2 separate regions of the Zea mays genome follow, and region 1 is linked to region 2. Evidence: chromatin contacts called from public Hi-C data. All regions are on one chromosome and are shown on one strand. The core of a region is the stretch at or near the end of the contact, and the rest is flanking DNA. Distances in the headings are between cores, read along the strand shown. Region 1 holds the start of LOC100279200 (IRK-interacting protein). Region 2 holds the start of LOC100276139.

What was found. A called contact is a pair of places that touch in the nucleus more often than the background predicts.
Region 1: a Hi-C map of leaf shows a contact between it and region 2, with 3 times the contacts expected there. The contact joins the promoter of LOC100279200 here to the promoter of LOC100276139 in region 2. A contact is called at or near these places in 4 of 25 Hi-C or Micro-C datasets (ear, leaf and tassel).

Annotation. Positions count from the first base shown.
Region 1 is chr7:138,420,897-138,425,810 of Zm-B73-REFERENCE-NAM-5.0, reverse strand. LOC100279200 (IRK-interacting protein) reads left to right here and starts at 1,935. Exons shown (of 2, transcript NM_001152224.1): 1 at 1,935-2,356; 2 at 2,485-4,209. The coding sequence starts at 2,096. The coding sequence ends at 3,984. LOC103632934 reads right to left here. Exons shown (of 4, transcript XM_008654643.4): 4 at 4,139-4,849. The coding sequence ends at 4,815.
Region 2 is chr7:138,175,447-138,180,501 of Zm-B73-REFERENCE-NAM-5.0, reverse strand. It overlaps LOC100276139, which reads left to right and starts at 1,610. Exons shown (of 1, transcript NM_001149999.1): 1 at 1,610-2,231. The coding sequence starts at 1,662. The coding sequence ends at 2,009.

The sequences.
Region 1 (4,914 bases), core at 686-3,185, 240 kb before region 2:
ATTCAACCACCAAAATTATTTAGGAACTAGGTGTAAGCCTAATTCCCTTTCAATTAATTAATTGAGTTATAATGCATAGGGAAGATGTATAGGAGAAATAGTTTGAGACAAACTATATATAATGGGAGAATCTTTTAGGGAGGGGGGGGTAAAATATATTAGAAAGTACATATAAGGGGAAACCTATACGAGGAATGATTGGAGAGAGCGTTAGAGTACCTGCAACAGTAATTTAGGCTATTCACAGTTCAAAGTAGCACCCTAATGTTTTCAAAAATATCACATCTTTTTTTGTATGAAATTGTCTATCTTGAGTTTTTTTAGATGAAACTCTCCCACCTCCCACGAAAATATCTCTCTCCTTATTAATTTTTTGTCATGTCATCATACTTATTTATGTGGTGTGATATTTAATAAAAGATGGAACTCAAATAAAGTTTCACTGGAAATAGCCTTATAAGCTAGCTAGCTCAAAGCATATTGTTTTATATCTTAACATAAGAAAGAGAAAAACTAGCTTTTAACCAAAAGATAGTCTCATATACATATTTAACAAAAGTGCCACATAAAGCTATTCATATCATGAGCTATATGCTAAAAGTTGGTATTATTTGAAAAAAAATCATTGTGGATGCCCTAACGCTAGTAAGGTCCATCTGGCTAGGCCCACTGTAAAAGTCCTCAAAGTTGCAAAGGGGAAGAGAAATGATATGCTACCTTTTTGTTGGTTCTGTTGTCTCTAACCGGGCTTTTCCAAATCGCTGATCTCTGATAATGTTTGTCTACAACTGCTCACATTTTTTTTTTGCATCGTCTGGTAAAGGACTAAAGGTGACCATGATTAACCTACCACTTTAACCTATCCGGACTTGTGATCCGTGAAACTTCTTTTGCATTATTGGCCATGCATGCAGCTAGCTAGGACCTTGAGCCTCGCATCTGCTATGTGAACTAACCCTGTTCTGAGGTTCTAATTTAACTTACACTGCTGGCTTAGGATCTTGTTAACCTTTTGCAGTAACCTTTTTGACTAATCACTGGATTCAAGACAGTGCCAGGAAGAACAGGCTCCTTGAGATCCTCCCCATCCATTAGACAAATCAAGAAAGACTTTGGAGCTCTTTGAGGAACAATAAGAATGTCTGTCAAATGGACTTTTTGTTATGGAGAAAAGAATTGTAATACGCTCTGTAGTGCACTAGTGTGGCAGGTGATTGCAGTTTGCAGGGGCCTCTCAATTGGTGAACTTCACCAGGTGCCAAATTGAAGGCAAATGGCTTTCAGATTTTGTAAGAAAAAGAGTAAGGTGGCGTTTGTTTGGTATTATAATCTAACCAGATTATATAATCCAACAAATTTTAAACTAACGTTTAGTTCAAAATTTGGTGAATTATATAATCTGGGTAGATTATAATCCCACACAAATACCCTCTAAGTATATATTTTGGGACCTTAATCCAGGCTTCGGCAACCCTAATTGGCTGACCCCAGTAAAACAAACAGGCAAACAAACATGCAGCCGTGCAGGAGAGCCTGCAGGGCATTGGCATCACTACAGCAGGTTCATTAACTCAGCTGGTCTTATAACCAATGGGGAAGAGAGGAGCATGACCACTGTTTGGCCCATCCCCAACTGCCAACAACTACTACTCCAGACAATAATAACAGTAAGCATAATGTTACTTTGTGTGATGACAAAATAGTTCCAAATTTACATACTATTCAGATATACAGGAGTAAAAACAATTGTGTTTCAAACGAGGGATTATTTCCGTCTCTCAAATTCAAATATAAGCAGTTGTCTTTGCAAGCCGTAGTCCAGAGAAAAGGATTTCAAGATTTACCCAATTGACGCTGCATGTACTATCAATCTCTTCAAATGGGTTGTTCCCTACAGGCCTCCACCATTTCAGATTTCACCCACCAGGCCACCACCACCCTCTCTCGGCTCGGCTACTGTTCGCCAATTCCTTGCTTCCTTCGCTCACAGCGTTTCAGATTCCCAAGAAGGCAAGAATCCCCTCCCTTCCCATTTCCCAGCAGCAGCAGCTTTGGAGCCAAAGGGGCAGGCAGCCTTTGACCCTCCACCGTCGCCATGGCCGTGGTCGCCGCCGGGGGCGAGGAGGCCTTTGCCCCCGCTGCGCCTTCCACGTCCGGCGCCCCGGCGTCGCGCCAGGACGTGCAGGCGGCCATCGCCAAGGCCGTCGAGCTGCGCCAGCTTCACGCCGCCCTCATCCAGCGCGGCGCGCCCAATGCCCGCGCCGCCAGCCGCAGCCCGGCCGTCATTCGCCTCCCGCCACTCGCGTCCCCCGCGCGCTCCAGAGCAGCAGACGAGGAGTACCCAGTTTTTACTCCGGTGAGCTAGTTTCTTAACACGTGTTAGCTATATGTGGGACTGTGGGAGTGTGCGACCTTAAGGCCTCGAGGCTCGAGCTCACGGCAACTGACAATGTTGTCTCTTGCTTGCTTGCCGGGCTCGGCCAGGCCTACGACGACGAGGAGCACGTAGCAGCCGTTGCACCGAACCACATTTGCCCGGACAACCGAAGCCGGTCGGAAAACTGGACTGGGGTCGCCCTGGATCAGGGTGGCAGCGACGACGCGGCCTTGTCCGATTACGACGGCCTCCAAGCCTTCTCGTCCTCCAACAGCGACGTGTTCTTCCCTTCCTCCAACGACCACCGTCTTCGGAACAGAGGCACGGCGTACAAGATCCACCCCGCCTTCATGCACTCGGCGCCGTCGGCCGACCGCTTCCTGCCGTCCGCCGGCCGGGTGGCCTACACGTCCGAGCTGAACCTGCCACCGGCGACGTGCGGCAACGCGTTCCGGCCCGCCACGATCAGCGGCACCAGGGTGCCACCCCCATCGGCGCACTCGCGGACGAAGCAAGGAGGGCCGCCGCAGATCCTCTCGTGGCTCTTCCCCAAGTCGAGAAAGAAAGCCAAGCCACCGGAGATGACGTCGCCGACGGCCATCGAGCGCGGCAACATGCCGCAGCTGCTGACCGAGTGGGGGGCGCTATCTATGGAGTCCCTCAAGAAAGAGCTCGCGGAGGCCAACGCGCACCGGGACGCCGCCCTGCACGAAGCTGCCGAGGTGAGGTCGTCGCTGGGGGAGCTGGCCACCAAGCTGGTGAGCGTGGAAGCGTACTGCTCGGAGCTCAAGAAGGCACTGCGGCAGGCCACCAACTCGCCGTCCGTCTCCCGGAGACCGACGAAATCGATCGAACCCAGCCGAGAGCTCTCGATGCCGGTGAGCCACGAGGTGATGGTGGAAGGCTTCTTGCAGATCGCGTCGGAGGCGCGGCTCTCTGTGAAGCAGCTCTGCAAGGCGCTGATCCAGCAGGTGAACGAAGAGTCCAGTGACGGCCTGTCCGACAAGCTGAACCTGCTCCTTCGCCCGTACCAGCTCGCGCTCAGCAGCGGCAGCGTCAGCAAACACTGCTCGAAGGCCGTGCTGTACCATCTTGAGGCGATCATGAACCAGGTCATGTTCCAGGACTTCGAGAACCCCGCGTTCCAGCGGAACGGCTCGCCGAGGTGCCTCGACCCGGCGGAAGACAGCCGGCAGAGCTTCGCAGCCTTCGTGGCGCTGCGCAACCTTAGCTGGAACGAGGTTCTGCGGAAGGGCACCAAGTACTACAGCGAGGACTTCAGCCGTTTCTGCGACCGGAAGATGAGCGTCGTCGTGGCGACGCTTGCCTGGTCCCGGCCGTGGCCCGAGCAGTTGCTTCAGTGCTTCTTCGTCGCCGCCAAGTGCGTCTGGCTGCTCCACCTGCTGGCCTTCTCCTTCGGCCCGCCGCTGACGATCCTGCGCGTCCAAGACGGCCGCGCATTTGATGAGCTGTACATGGAAGACATCCTGCATGACAGGCAGCCGGTGCAGAGTCCTTGTCAAGTGAAGATAATGGTGACGCCGGGGTTTTACGTGCAAGATAGAGTGCTCAAGTGCAGGGTCCTCAAAACAAGATCGGCAGCATAATTGTGTCTCTTTGACCAACAGCTAGTGTGGTGTCAACTCACTCGTGTAACATTTTTCTTTTTTTGTTTTGAGCCAAAGGTCAAGAAACTTGAGGTGCTGAACCGCATGTTTGCTGTAGATTTGGAGTAAACAACTAACGAAGTGAAGCCTGAGCTTTCTTTGACCAACATGTTTGGATCACTCCTTTGTTATGTTATGATCAACAAAAATGTTCCATTACAAGATACTTTTCAGATGTTATCCATCCCTGATTCGGCTAGAAAACAAGAAATATTCTGAACATTTTGAAGCCAGCATCTGCATTTTCTGAAGCACAGAACTGAGCATTACCGCCCTAGAGAACTAGACAAGATGAAAACATATGTATGCACATCAGCCGCCTGTATGACAAAATTGAAACCTGGAATCACACCCAGCTGCTCTCAAATGAGATATCATCGATCCGAAACGACAAATTCCCCACGTACTCCTCTTCAGCATCTACTCCGCCTTCTATGGTCTCCACAAGGTTTTGCTGTAGGTGAGGGAGCAGCGTTGAAGGCATGGTGAGCTTTGGGGAACGCACGGCCCTCTCTGCTGGGTTGGGAGCAGAAGGCTTCTCCCAGGCAAGTAGATGCAGCTGGATGGGGCGCACTGCGAGGCGGTGCAAGGAGAGTTTCTGGCTGAGGGAGATGGTGTCGAAGCAGCGGACTGCCCCTGAACTGGAGATCATCCAAGGTAGGACCTTCTCATTGGACACCCTCGAGATGATCAGCAGTTTCGACGCCTCCTTGGCCCGGTTGAACAGATCACAGAGCCCAGACCGCGTAGATGGTGCCTCGCTTTCCTTGTCATCTTCCACTACAGATGATATGTAGATAAAGCCCTAACAAAAACAAGCACGTCAGCAGATTCCATTGCTGATTCTAACTGCTCAAGTAGTACATACTA
Region 2 (5,055 bases), core at 361-2,860:
ATTCATTAAGTAACATATGAATGCAGTTTGCATGTATGTCTATATTTAGTATCATTTGAATGAATGTGGATAGAAAAAATGGGTTAAAAAACTATATTTCGGGACGGAGGGGAGTACATGATATTTGTTTGACTGTCTAATATTGTCTAAATTCAAATGTTCTGAATAATCCAGTTCTAAGGATCATGCTTTTTGTGGTGTGAGGAAAGGAGTTCTACACTTGGTCATATGTTCAAAGTGCTATGCGAACTTGCAATTAGAATTATGGAGAAGTTCTGTAGGCTCATTCCTATTTGTTACTTTTAACCATTTCATTCAGGTATATGCCAGAGATTCATCATGTCATATCTGGCCGCGCTATTGAGGTGTTTAAAATGTAAATTAATGATCTGTATCACTAACTGGACCTTCTCACGTTAGTGACTCAGATTTATAATTACATCAACTCATGACATTGCTGTACGCGAACTTGCAATTAGAATTATGGAGAAGTTCTGTAGGTTCATTCCTGTTTGTTATTTTTAACCATTTTATTCAGGTATATGCCAGAGATTCATGATGTCATATCTGGCTGCGCTATTGAGGTGTTTAAAATGTAAATTAATGATCTGTATCACTAACTGGACCTTCTCACAAAGGTGACTATAGTCGAGCAGAGTGGAGGCCGCAAAATTGACTAAGAATATGCCAAGAACAAGAAACATAAAAACATAAATATTAGTGACACCAAAGATAAACAAGACTTCAAACCATGTGACGATAGCGGATAGGATAGGATCAATAAGAGGCTCACTATCAGTGGCACTAAGATAAATATTAAGCTCCATGGGAGTCTCAAAGGTATGGTGGTTAGTAAGAGAAGCATAATCATGAAGCCTCTGAATGTACTTTTTGAGATAGATAGAAGCCTTCAGGCGTGGAGGAGACCTCGATCCCAAGAAAATAACGAAGAGAACCAAGATTAGACATAAAAAATTGGACACTCAGATGTGCCCTTCACAAAGTCAATATACTAAGGATTATCACCAGACAACAATGATCACAAAAGACCACGATAGATTAAAGTGGATAGGTGGGAGCCATAAAAATGACCAAATTTGTCACTGATAATTATTGGGATAATATTAAATAGGAGTAAACTCATATTTTTCACATAAAAGTTAATATAATGTAGTGAACTAAATTTACATACAGTGTTAAATATAGAAGATTTATATTTTAAAGGTCAAGAAATGAACCAAGAACTTTACTAGTGTCAAATAAGGAATTGTCTCTTTGTATTAGTATAGTGTATAGAAAAACTATGAACGAAACCGAATATATGATTTTGAAAAGAAAAGTCAATGCAAAAGGAAAAGGAAAGAAGGAATCCATTTCAATGGGAAAAGGGGAAATGTTTTTTCCTTTTTGAGAAGGAGAAAGCTACTTACAAGATCCAAGCAAATCGTAAAGACCAATTCTAGCTCATAAAATAGCTCATAAAATAACTGCAGTTTCTGCTAAGCCCAGCCCAGCGCTCCCAAACCAAGCCCAGCCCATTTTCAGCGCCTCCAGGCTCCGGCCAACTCGCAGCCAGTCTCCACAGCGCAACGAACCTCGAGTCCTCGACAAGCACCCAAATCGACGAATTCTTCCCCCCTCTCCGATCTCGACGCGCACCGATGCGGGCGATGTCGTCGGCGGTTAATGGTATGCTGCGGGCACGGCTGCGCGGGGCAGCGCGCGTTCGCGGCGGCGGCGGCGAGGGGGCCGGGCGGTGGACGACCCCAGGTCACGAGGAGCGCCCCAAGGGGTACCTCTTCAACCGGCCGCCGCCGCCTCCGGGGGAATCTCGCAAGTGGGAGGATTGGGAGCTGCCCTGCTACGTGACCTCCTTCCTCACCGTCGTCATCCTCGGCGTCGGCCTCAACGCGAAGCCCGACCTTACAATCGAGACGTGGGCGCACCAGAAGGCGCTCGAGCGCCTCCAGCAGCAGGAGCTCGCCGCTGCCGACACCCAGGCCGAGTGATCCGCGCGTCTCAGGTCCTCTCGAACTCTCGGCTGCCTCTGATTTGGTTCCAATAAGATGGCCACAATGTGCGGTCCTGAATGTTCTGGACTTCTGGTATTGATGGAACACGAGCTGAACACTATGCTGCTGTTTTTTCTGTTCTGTTTTGAAATTTGCCCGGTGATGATGGCGAATGTCCTGAATATTCTGAATATTTTGAAATGTTTGACTGTTGTATTATCATCTTATCCTTCCGTTGTACTACCGCATGAGCACAATTTAGGATTTTACTTGTTTATCACTTCCGCAGATAGCTCTGTCGTGAAATGTTTCTTACATTGTTTGAGAGCCTCAGGTATTTTCCACATTTCTCAGTAGGCATATTGCATAGATAAATCAGGAGCACTGCTATGTGTCTGACACATGTATGAGTATGACCAGGCCTAATCAGCCAATCAGAAAGCTCGTTTTCATCCATTTGGGATAGGCGGCACACATGTTTCTATAGGTGCACACACACACACCACAGGCACAGGTCGGATGTCCATGGCCATACACAGCCAATCTAATAAATTAGTTTTAAAATGATAGATGGTAATGCATATTGTGGCAGTGTAAGTTATATGGATAGGAGATTGATGGCAGGGCGTATACCCCAAGCGGCGCACAAGAGCCATAGTCACACACAAGGAGTAGACGAACGAGAAAGAGGCGTTAAAGATGGCCCTTGGGCCAAGCAAGATAATTGTCTTTCATACCTTAAAATAGTTACATTGCCGATATATTTATAGTCCTTAGAGGACTTCGCCATCGAACAAACTAGAGAAGGAATCCTTATAGATTTGGACTCTCCTTTTCTAACAAACCAATTCTATTTTCTAAACCAACTCTTTGCTAAACTGGGCTCATGAGCTATGGTACCACACTATAGTATCCACCCTTATTTGAACATCGATTCCATGCTTCCACCCTTATCCAATTTGTCCATACCCACATTGCCCTTACGGCCTTACCCAATCAGGAGTTAGACAAATTTAACAGGAAATGGGTGGGAAAGATGACACAACAAGAACAAGCCATGTTAACCATGAGATTTGAATTTTCTGATAAAAGAATTAGAGACAAAGGCACAAAGCAGCAAGAAATGACTGATTAGTAACATATTACAATACTATGGCATAGAAAGAACCAAGGCACTAATTAAGGATCGGAAGGATCACATCCTGGTTCTATTTTTGTTCATAGTCTTATTTCAACTTGCCTATCTTCATACATGTGGCATGTGTTGATGTTTAGAAATCTTCAGTGGAAGAAGATCAAAAGCTACTGCATAAATTGTACATACACATTTCATGGGAACCAATTGAGAATTTTTGAAAGGCCAACTGTAATCGACCGAATTGTAGATACATGTCATTAGAAGAACCAATTGCTGTGTGTGTGGGGGGGGGGGGGATCCCAGATTTTGGTCATTAGTAGATAAAATATTTCTATTTCGTTTTTTAACTTAACTGATGATGTTCACGAATGCCATATTGCCTAACATTTTAAAAATGTTTTGCATCCATCCACTTCATCCTTTGGTTGTAATTGTACTACATGGAAACAGTTAGGAACTTAGGATTATCTTCTGTCTATTCTACTGATAACTCTGTTGTGAAAGATTCTTATGGTGTATGAGAGCCACACTGCCAGAGCCTCAGGTGTCTCTCAGTAAATATGTTACTTGGAGAAGTTAGATTGAAAACGTTAGAAGAAGATAGCCCATAATGTGTAAATGTGCTGAGCTGTGGGTATAATCATATAGAAGATGCAGGACTAATATTTGGATTGCTATTAGGTGTAACTATTAGCTTCTATGTTAGCTGAGCCTGTTTTATCATTTAATAAAAAGAGATAAGAAGCCATTAATAAATAGGGATAAGAAGCCAAGTCAATGTAAAGCATGTGGAATGCTGCTTCAGTAGTGTTGCTATGAATGCTATGGTCAAATAGGCATGTTGTACGCTTGAATTGATGCTACGATGAAGGATAAATTGTTGCCTATTTCTTTGTACTGAATTTGATGGTTTCTGGTAGAAACGATCATGGATTGCTTAGACGTCTTAAAAATAAGATAATATGTTGACTTTTAAATTGGCAAAGGATCCGAGCCATAGTACATGGACTACTGGTGGAAGTTCACTTTCACAGTCACAAATATACTTAAGGCTTTTGGGGTCAGTTGCTCTACACAAAACTTGGTAAGCTTTTCACGCATGCTTACTAGTCATATGCTAAGGAGGCCCCTTTTTATTATTTTCTGCAAAGTTTGGTGTAGTTGTGCTTTGTCATCTTACCATCTCCATACACAAGCAATTCTAGACATGAATACTGGGAATCAGTGTTTCTAAATACTCAAATTACTGTCTATGTTTCATATACCAAAAATTCATATGCGTTTGAGAAAAAATATACCAAAAAAGTTGACGAGTTAACATATCAAGCATGCTAGAACTTAGTTTGAGTGATTACTGTGGCTAAGCTAGCATTGATGGTTGCAAAATTACCATTCTGCGCCTAATGATGGATAACAACTTAGCAGCCACCTGGTGAGTGCTTCTGCAGTTAAGTGTGATAGGCAGACAAGTTGAGCAACCTTGAACAGTTGAACTTGAACACTTCTGGGTTCATGTACCTTAATCAGCAAATGATTCTACTTCAAGGGACATAAGAAATGAGCTTGTCTTTGTTTAAAACCCACAAATGATCCTTGTCATTGTTTTTAAGGGTGCTCGTATAATGTATATATGATTGACAACTAGCATATGCAATGGGTTACGGGTCAAGTGACTCATTAAGTATGGATGGCTAATTTCTATAGAAATTCAAAGAAATCTGAAACTTGGGCTAAAGTGACTTATAGCACTTGGCCACTTGCCTTATAGATTTCTTCCAATCTTATTTAGTTAGTCTCAGCCTATTTTTCCGACCAATCAGCCTTAATAGTGTGACAAGCAATGTGAAGATTTGAGTTTAGTACTCCCCGCTTGTCTGTTAAAGCATGTTAAGAGTTCTCGAATTA